Linked DNA regions of Zea mays: all the other regions are linked to region 2. A link is a contact called in public Hi-C data. All regions are on one chromosome and are shown on one strand. The core of a region is the stretch at or near the end of the contact, and the rest is flanking DNA. Distances in the headings are between cores, read along the strand shown.

Region 1 (2,700 bases), core at 12-2,511, 290 kb after region 2:
TTCTGCTTAAGTGCACTTGACGGTCTCTACTTCTAACATTTTTTGCGCGAGAGGACACGGAGCTGCAACGAAAAAATAACTGTCACGTGTGCCCATATGGTAGGGCATGCGGTGTGCAGAACATGGGAATGGAATAACTGTCACGTGGGATGGGTTTGCACGATGGGAATGGGTTTAGCCTAGCCGCGACGGGAAAAAAGAGACAGAGGCTGTCACGTGGGCCCACATGTGCAGGGCGTGTGTTGAGTGTGCAGATGGGAATGGGTTTCATGACGAAAATGGCAGAACACGGAAATGGCAGAACATGGGAATGGCAGACTACTCTTAGAGCCTTAATAAGTAGTAGAGATAGCATAAGTATAGTGTATATTTTTTTCATATAATTTAGAATAATACACAAATACATTACATATATAAATATATTAATTTAATTAATTTGTGTCTAAACGGGCCTTACTGCACTGATATGCCATCGTAGAGAAGCAGCCAAAGCCAAGCACAGCATAAATGGGAACAGGCTGCCAGAGCCCTTCTCTGCTATTCCGGTTCCAAACGCAAGCTGTGCGATCGAGACCACGAGGACGCCTTCTGCAAGGCTGCTGCATCCTGAAAGTATGCTGCTGATCAGAGTGCAAATCTCCCCCATCAATCCCGCTGTGCACGGGCCCGCCCCCGTATTAAACCCTCCAGTCTACGACTACGAGTCCAACACCCCGATCCGGGCCCACACCAAAGAGTGCCGCCGCGGCTGCGACCGCGAGCCGTCACTTTCCCCACCCCACCGCGTTATCCTATCCCCAGTATAGTTCAATGGAAGCCAGCCCACTGGCCCCAGTTGGCGGTTGCGTCTACGCACCCGAGCCCTCCCTCCCACTGACACAACCGGCCCCGGTTTCCAGTGGTTAGTAACCCCCATCCACGCCGCTTGCGTGCGGGTCTCTCACTTCCGAACGTGGATGCGATGCGCCCCGGAAAGGACGGGCCATCCCCTGTGGGCCACGCGTGTACGTACGAGCAGTCGGCCTCCCCGCGACCGACATGTGGTCCCTCCAGCCGACGGGCCCCACGCCCGCGCGAGGAGGGCATGAAGCAATGCGCATCGCCCAAAAGTACGCGGCCGCGTCAGATCATCTGAGAGCATCAAGAAAGGACCTGACGAACCGCACCTGCCCGGGCACCGACTAGCCCGAGCCACCGCGAGCTTGCCCCCACGCATATCCTAGACCCACGTGTCGGCGTGCCAGCGCGGGGGGCCGCGTATCTCGCTCCGTGAGCGCGGGTCCGGCCGGGGTGGTGAGTCGTGGTGCCAATTATTAAAGACTTCGCTTCGACTCGGGGGGAAAAACAAAAAGTCCAGGACGCCAAGGCTCTCTCCTCTCAGTTTTTATTGGGTGAAGAGGGGCCGGAGCGGCGGAGGGGGATAGGGGGGCCGGAGCCGAGCGGCGGAGTTTCTGGAGGTAGACGACGCAGGAGCTCGAAACCCTAATCCTGAGGCTGCCCGCGGCGGCGATCGCCTCCTCTTCCTTGGACGTGAGTTCCCTCCACCCGCTCCGATCGCAAACCGCCCCCGTTTCGCCTCGCGCTAGGGCCTAGGGCTTTCCGGTCCTGGCAATGTAGGGCTCCGGGGGGCATTTGGCCGCGGTTTTACGGTGTTTCGGTGCGTTTCATCGGCGGCCTCGCTGTTTTCCAGCACCGCGTGGTGGCTGATTGCTATAACCTCTAGGGCTTTGTTGTGGCGGGCAGGGGTTTTGGTGATTATTTTTTTGTGTGCGAGGTTTGGGTTTTCAGTTTTCACCCCACCGCTTGGCCGTGGCCGCGATCACTCCTGCGGACTTGATGGCGGTGGAATGCTTTGGCGGCTACTCCCTTTTCTGGTGTTTATTTCACTATTTAGGGCTAGTACGGGAGTCGGCTTTGGCTGCAATATCTGCGAATTTATTAGGCTTGTCTGTTGTTAATCAGCTATTGTTTTGTTTTGTCTGCAAATTGATGCTTCTCAGTGAGAATGTCTCGGTTGTCTTGAGTTTTGGTATTTTAGTGAGAGGTTTTCGTGGGATTGGTAACTGCTATTCCTTTTTACTATCTGATAAGTCTGTGACTCGGCCACTCGGGGGTATTGAAGAGTAATTTAATTTGAGTGTAAGATTACTTGTTTTTTGTCATTACTTAACTCGCATTACGGTCTGGTTAAGAGATCGTTACTAGGTTTTAGAGCTTCAGACCTCCAGTTTAGGTGTACTTTTGCTGCATGCACCTCTCAGAGTTCAGGATTTGCATGTGGACCCCTGATTTTGTTGAGGGCTCGATGGTAGATAAGCATGCGTCATTTTTTTAGTCAACGCAGCCTACAAAGTTCTGGAACTTAATGTGCTGTGTAGGAGATTCTGTGAGCGGGAAAGTACAACACACAACTAGCGCATTTGGATTATGGTTTGTACCCATGTGGCCATGTGCACTATGATGATGTAGCCTAGTGCATCTTCCGTTCAGGCTTCTGGAGCTCAGGAACTGATGCTGTACTGCCATTAATAGTCCGATCAACAAAATTCTATTGGTGCCAGCTAACAAATAGAAGCGTTCTGTGTGTACTGATTTTGGTACACAGTAGAAATTGCTCGTTTGATTTATTGATGGAATGTAGTGCAGAGATGATTTGGCGCAATATTTCCCTTGGCGTGATAATGATTACGTCAAGAATAG
Region 2 (2,700 bases), core at 199-2,698:
GACCATTAGCTACTTTTGGGCCCAGACTATTAGTTACTTTTGGAGTTCAATCCAGCTCATGGGTGAAGTTTTGGTAAGCCACTAACCTCTCTGTTTTGGTACTTAACTTCATATTATTGTCTGAAATTATGATGTATTGGTATTTTTCCTATGTTGTTTAAAACTACGTTTAAATAAAGTTTAAACGTTTAAAAGTCAAAATTTCACTCATGAGCGTTCCAACGTTTTATCGTTTTAATAACCTTGGTCACCGCCCATTCTGCAACGGCCCAGCCGGAGGTTGGCGCGCAGTACGTAACCAAGCAAGAAATTTGTCCTCGAGGGGGATCGAACCAAGGCCCTAGAGGTGCTACTCGGTAACCTTAACCATTACGCTATAGGCCCTTTCGCTTTTTTCCCATATAGAAAATAGAAGGCAAACTAAAATACACACCTTAACCACTAGATTTTAGGATTGTTTGGAAAGGGTGATTGTCTTAACACTCTTACCTGCTCTTCTTATGCCCTTTGTCAATCGTGGCGAACCTATGGGCAGCTATAGTTAGTGCACCCTCGGCCCGGCTCTTGACTGCCATCGGTAACTCAACATCTGTGAATGCCGTCAATATGACATCATCATCGCTCCATTCACTCTCGCTTGAATACTGAGGAACACCAAACTGCTCGTCCCCGTCATCGTGCACCAGCGAGAAATCCCCAGGATCCTGCACCAAATCACTGTCGAATATAAATCATAATACAAGCTACTACAAAGTGAAATATGGTTACTAAAAGTGGAGAGGCATCACAGTACATCATCAAATGCCGTGACAACTTGAATGGCATGACGCCTCCTTGAAGGTCTTGGCACGATGGTTCTTAATTGGGATACCTGCAGAAGATAGTGGCGACTGAGACTAATCACAGAACTTCGGCAGACTCCCGTCTGGCAAAACGAAAAGTTAATCATAGGGACAAACATTGGGTTAAAGTAAAATATACAGCCGATCAACTCATCATATCGTGAAGGGCTGAAGGCCCCAAATCGTACCCCACGCACAACGCCAGAAGCCTAGTAATGTTCATGCAGGTACCTACGTTGCTACAAAAGTACAAAACCACTGGCCATTCCGAGCGAATTTCCCGATAAAACGGCATCGAATCGAACTATGCGAAGTCGCGCAAAAATGCTGCTGGCACGTGAAACAGGGCATAAAATCGGAGATCACTCAGCTTCCCGCATTCACGCAAGCACCTCCATGAAAGCCAGGAAGGCGACAATCACGAGGAGAACTCTGCCGTGGGGAGGAAGAAGGTGGCGAGAGATCTGGGACTTCACCTGGTGCGCGGAGGGACGGCGGGAGTATAAAGAGGGAGTAGGCAGCCGCGGCGGCGGCGGCGGCAGCGGCGCGCGAAGAGGCCGCCGGAAGCGGTGAGGCGCCCGGTGCGCGGGAGATGCCATAGTTCGACAACTCGTCGGAGATCGGGAGGTATTTTTAGACGGCTACAGCGACGGCGAAGCCGATGATCGGTGGGTTCGAGGTGGGGGACCGTTGTGGACTCGGGTGCATAGACCGGTGACTCGGGCTGCCCTGTGTCTGTGTTCCTTTCTGGGTGGGTTCACAGTGTTTGGTGTGACTGTGTGAAACCTTCTTTTTTCAAAGTTAGAATTATTTGAATCGCATCGAGTCGAAATTCTTGAACGGGTGTCTTTTGACCGGCTCATCATCGGACGTAGAGATGGTGTACCCGATCCCCGATTCTTTAGGAGTGGGTATTTAGTTTATTAGGTTTGGTTATTTAAAATATCGGGTTCTAAAAATAGGATCGAATCTAAATAATTTTAGAAACCAAACCTGAATAGATTGATAATTTTGGTCCAGTCTATTCAGCCCACTAAATAGAAAAATGGCTAAACCATTAAAAACGAGGGGAAATAGTAAAAACTTTTATGCTAGGGTTAAAAAATTGAGTAGATGCTTGATTAACAGTAACATCATACAAAAATATTGAACATCTTGGATCACAAGTATAAGTGGAGTTTAACCCTCAAAAAGTGCTTATGTCCATTTTTTAGAAACAGACAACAACCATATTTTTCTTAGGATGGCTAAATAGTATAGCACCAGAGAAAAATTATAACAAGTCCTATTCGAGTGAAGAAATATAGGGCTACCTTCTGCATGAGAAAAATAGAGAAAACTTTAGAAAATCATATGAAACTCTCTCCAACTTTAGAAATGGCGGCTTTTGTGCCAAGAAGAAACTTAGAAAATATTCCAAATCCTAGATCATAAAAAGGGCCTACATTGGTCCTATTATGTCTATTTAAAAAAAAACACTTTTCTTGAAAGTTGAAACGATAAGCCCGTTCACTGGAGATGTTGAAATGGGTAAAGAAATACGAGCGAATATGTTTAAAGTTTTTTTATAAGGAAGACTTTATTAATTTCAAAAACATTACATCGAGAAAATACAAGTCTTTGCAACCTCTCCCAGCCTCTGTTAATGAAAGCACACAACTTTTAGAAGAACGATCACACACACTTACGTACACTCTAGTGACTATCAATCCGAAGACTAGACCGTCACCCATGATCCTGAGCAAAAAAGACCTTAACCACTTGCATCAAACGTTACGTAGCCTCCACCATAAAAAGACGAGAATCTGACTTTTACAGTACAGTCCACGTGCGAAGCTAATGGAAGATAGTATGGATA
Region 3 (2,700 bases), core at 29-2,528, 310 kb before region 2:
CTTGTAGCATCCATTGTACTGTACTACGTAGTTGTAGATTTTTTTTTTTGATGCAGTGTTTGTAGGCCGCCTGTGCAGCCAGTAACTAAACGGCTAAACCCTCGCCGCCGTCAAAAATGGGCACCAAATGTTGTGTTGCGCAGTGGAGATTTTTCGTGATCCATCCGACAAACAAAAGTGGAGAGGAAATCAGACGTCAACAAACCTCAGCTCACTGACTCACCCACTACTACTGGGCTAGTGCCTGGCAGCTGCTTCCGAAACTGGGGGCCTTGGATTCTGGATGGACACCCATTGTTTTTTCTAGTCTAAAACTACTAGTAGGGCAAACTAAAAGAAAGCGAGGGCCTTTCGATTCCGAACCTGGAGGAAAAAGCATGGGAAGGGCAGATCTCCTACATCGCCCCTTGTTCCAACAGAAAGAACGCAGGCGGATGTAGCCATGGACCTGCTGCTTGCCTGCTTGCTTGTTCGATCGCTTCTCGCCGTCAGAGTCGCTTCACAGAGAGGCACGGAAAGGTACGCGTCGTATCGTATGCATGCCAGTGGTGGTGGTGGTGGCCAGGCCTCTGCCCGACCCGTCCATGCATGCATGCATGCACCCTTCGCAGTGCCGACTTGACACTTGTGTTGTAGGTTCTTGTTCTTTTTTTCAGGTGAAGTGGCAGCAGAATCTCCCCCCACCCCGCCTTTGCGCTTTACCAATTCTGTGGGCCGGCTGGTAGAAAAGAAACGGGTGACCTAGCTAGCTAGTGCTGAGATGGATTTCCCCACACCACGCAGGCACTCACATAACCATATTGCGCCTATAATCATCACGGCCACCGATCACTCGTAGATTAAAAACTAGCGCTGTGAATTGTGATCATCATCACAATCTTATCGTGATGGGCCTCGATGATTGCCAAGGTAGTCATTGTAGTGCGAACAAGGGGGAAAAAAGGGTTCGGTCTGTGTGAAGTGTGAAGAGACGAAAACCAAAAAAAGGAAATGACCGGTGGCATGTGTAATCAATCACCGCACCCCCGCGTCCGGCTCGGGGTCCCGTGGTTTCGTCGTGCGCGGTCCAAAAAACATAACCGACACAGCACAGGGCGTCCCCTCCCCAATCACCGTCGATCTCGCGCCCGATGCTGCCGCCCAGCTCCGCAGCTGATGACGTGCGACGCCGTGCGCGCCCACTGCACCTCTGCCCGTCGCCAGCCAGGTTCAAGAAACAGAGGAGCGGACCACGGCCCACGGCCCACCGCCTATATATATTGCCGCACGGCGCCCCGTTGCCCCAACAGCACAGCAAGCGCAAAGAGTAAAGCTCCCTCCTCATCAGAGCTCACTCACTAGAGAAAGAAAGAAAAAGGGCAGAGGGCCAGCCAGGCCACCGCGGGTAGCTAGCACCCGCCGCCAAGCAAAGCAAACACCACCACCACCCCCGCCGCTCTTCCTGCAAATGAGCATGAGCACGCCCAACTCGTGGCTCTTCGCCTCGGACAACTCGCGCTACAGCACCCGCGCGCGGCTGCTCTTCATGGGGCTCTCCTTCGCCATCGGCATCCTCACGTTCCTCCTCTACCTCGCCATCTGGTACATCTGCAGCAGCCGGCGCCGCCTGCTCCTCCGCGGCCGCGGCCGCGGCAGCCATCCGTCCGCGCCCGGGATCGGCGCGGCGGAAGAGGAGGGGGACCGCGGCATGAGCGCGGCCGCGATCGCCGCGCTGCCCACGTTCGCGCACGCCGGCGGGGCGGCGCTCGACTGCCCCGTGTGCCTCGCGCAGGTGGAGGCCGGCGAGAAGCTGCGGCGGCTGCCCAAGTGCGCGCACTCGTTCCACGCCGACTGCGTCGACGCCTGGCTCCGAGCGCACTCCACCTGCCCCATGTGCCGCGCCGCCGTCCTCGTCGGCCCCGCCGCGGCCGCCGCCGCCGCCGCCGCCACCAAGCAGCCCGACCCCGCCGCCGCCGCCGCGGAGGCGCTGCCGCCACCCGTGTAGTAGTGTGCGGCCGGCGTACTGGCTCGGAATGCTGACCGCCATGCATGCATGATTGGAGAACAGCAACGCGCGCGCGCGAGCTACAACAGAGACAGACTGCTACTACCTTAGCTAGTAGGGTGGTAACGTACTACTAGGATCATGTCATCATCGCCATCATTAATTCATTATTATTATTATATTAGTTTAATCAACCTTGGAGAATGGAGATGTATTGGTTCGCCATGCGGTGCTTGCGCTGCTACTACAGCAGAGCAGTACAGAGATCTTTGCGAGAGCGCGTGACGTCGACACCGTGCTGCTCCATGCTGCTGTTCGGAGCTGAGCTGTCTGGGCGTTGTTCTGAACGGAAACGTGCACACGCAAGCGATCTGTCAGCTGTGCTACATTACACACATCGCCCGGGGCATCGCGTGCGTGCGTGTCCTGTCCTGCACTCCTGCCGCCGCGCCCCAGCTAGCTCCTCCGCTCATCCCGTTTGTCCCGTTCCGATGCACGGTTCGGGTGCGGCGTTCTGTTCCGCCGCCGCCCGCCGCCAGCTTGCTCGGCACTCCTTTGGATGCCATGCCATGCCATGCCGTGCGCTGGTGCATGTGCGCAGGACACGACGGGCACTCAGGCAGGCTGCAGGCGGACGCCGCCTCGCCTCCGACGTCCGTCCGTTTTACATGCTATTCCATTCCATTCAATCCGTGTGTTGTGTATTCCATTCCAGT

The links. A called contact is a pair of places that touch in the nucleus more often than the background predicts.
Region 1: a Hi-C map of bundle sheath shows a contact between it and region 2, with 2.2 times the contacts expected there. The contact joins the promoter of LOC103649602 here to the promoter of LOC100272783 in region 2. A contact is called at or near these places in 5 of 25 Hi-C or Micro-C datasets (bundle sheath, ear, endosperm and 2 more).
Region 3: a contact with region 2 is called in a Hi-C map of root tip, with 2.5 times the contacts expected there. The contact joins the promoter of LOC100280561 here to the promoter of LOC100272783 in region 2. A contact is called at or near these places in 3 of 25 Hi-C or Micro-C datasets (endosperm, root tip and tassel).

The regions. Positions count from the first base shown.
Region 1 is chr3:4,208,276-4,210,975 of Zm-B73-REFERENCE-NAM-5.0, forward strand. LOC103649602 (RNA binding (RRM/RBD/RNP motifs) family protein) reads left to right here and starts at 1,262. Exons shown (of 11, transcript XM_008675339.4): 1 at 1,262-1,530.
Region 2 is chr3:3,914,709-3,917,408 of Zm-B73-REFERENCE-NAM-5.0, forward strand. LOC100272783 reads right to left here and starts at 1,449. Exons shown (of 8, transcript NM_001147236.1): 1 at 1,319-1,449; 2 at 794-871; 3 at 490-704.
Region 3 is chr3:3,602,878-3,605,577 of Zm-B73-REFERENCE-NAM-5.0, forward strand. LOC100280561 reads left to right here and starts at 1,279. Exons shown (of 1, transcript XM_034059755.2): 1 at 1,279-2,178. The coding sequence starts at 1,448. The coding sequence ends at 1,984. It also overlaps the pseudogene LOC103649587.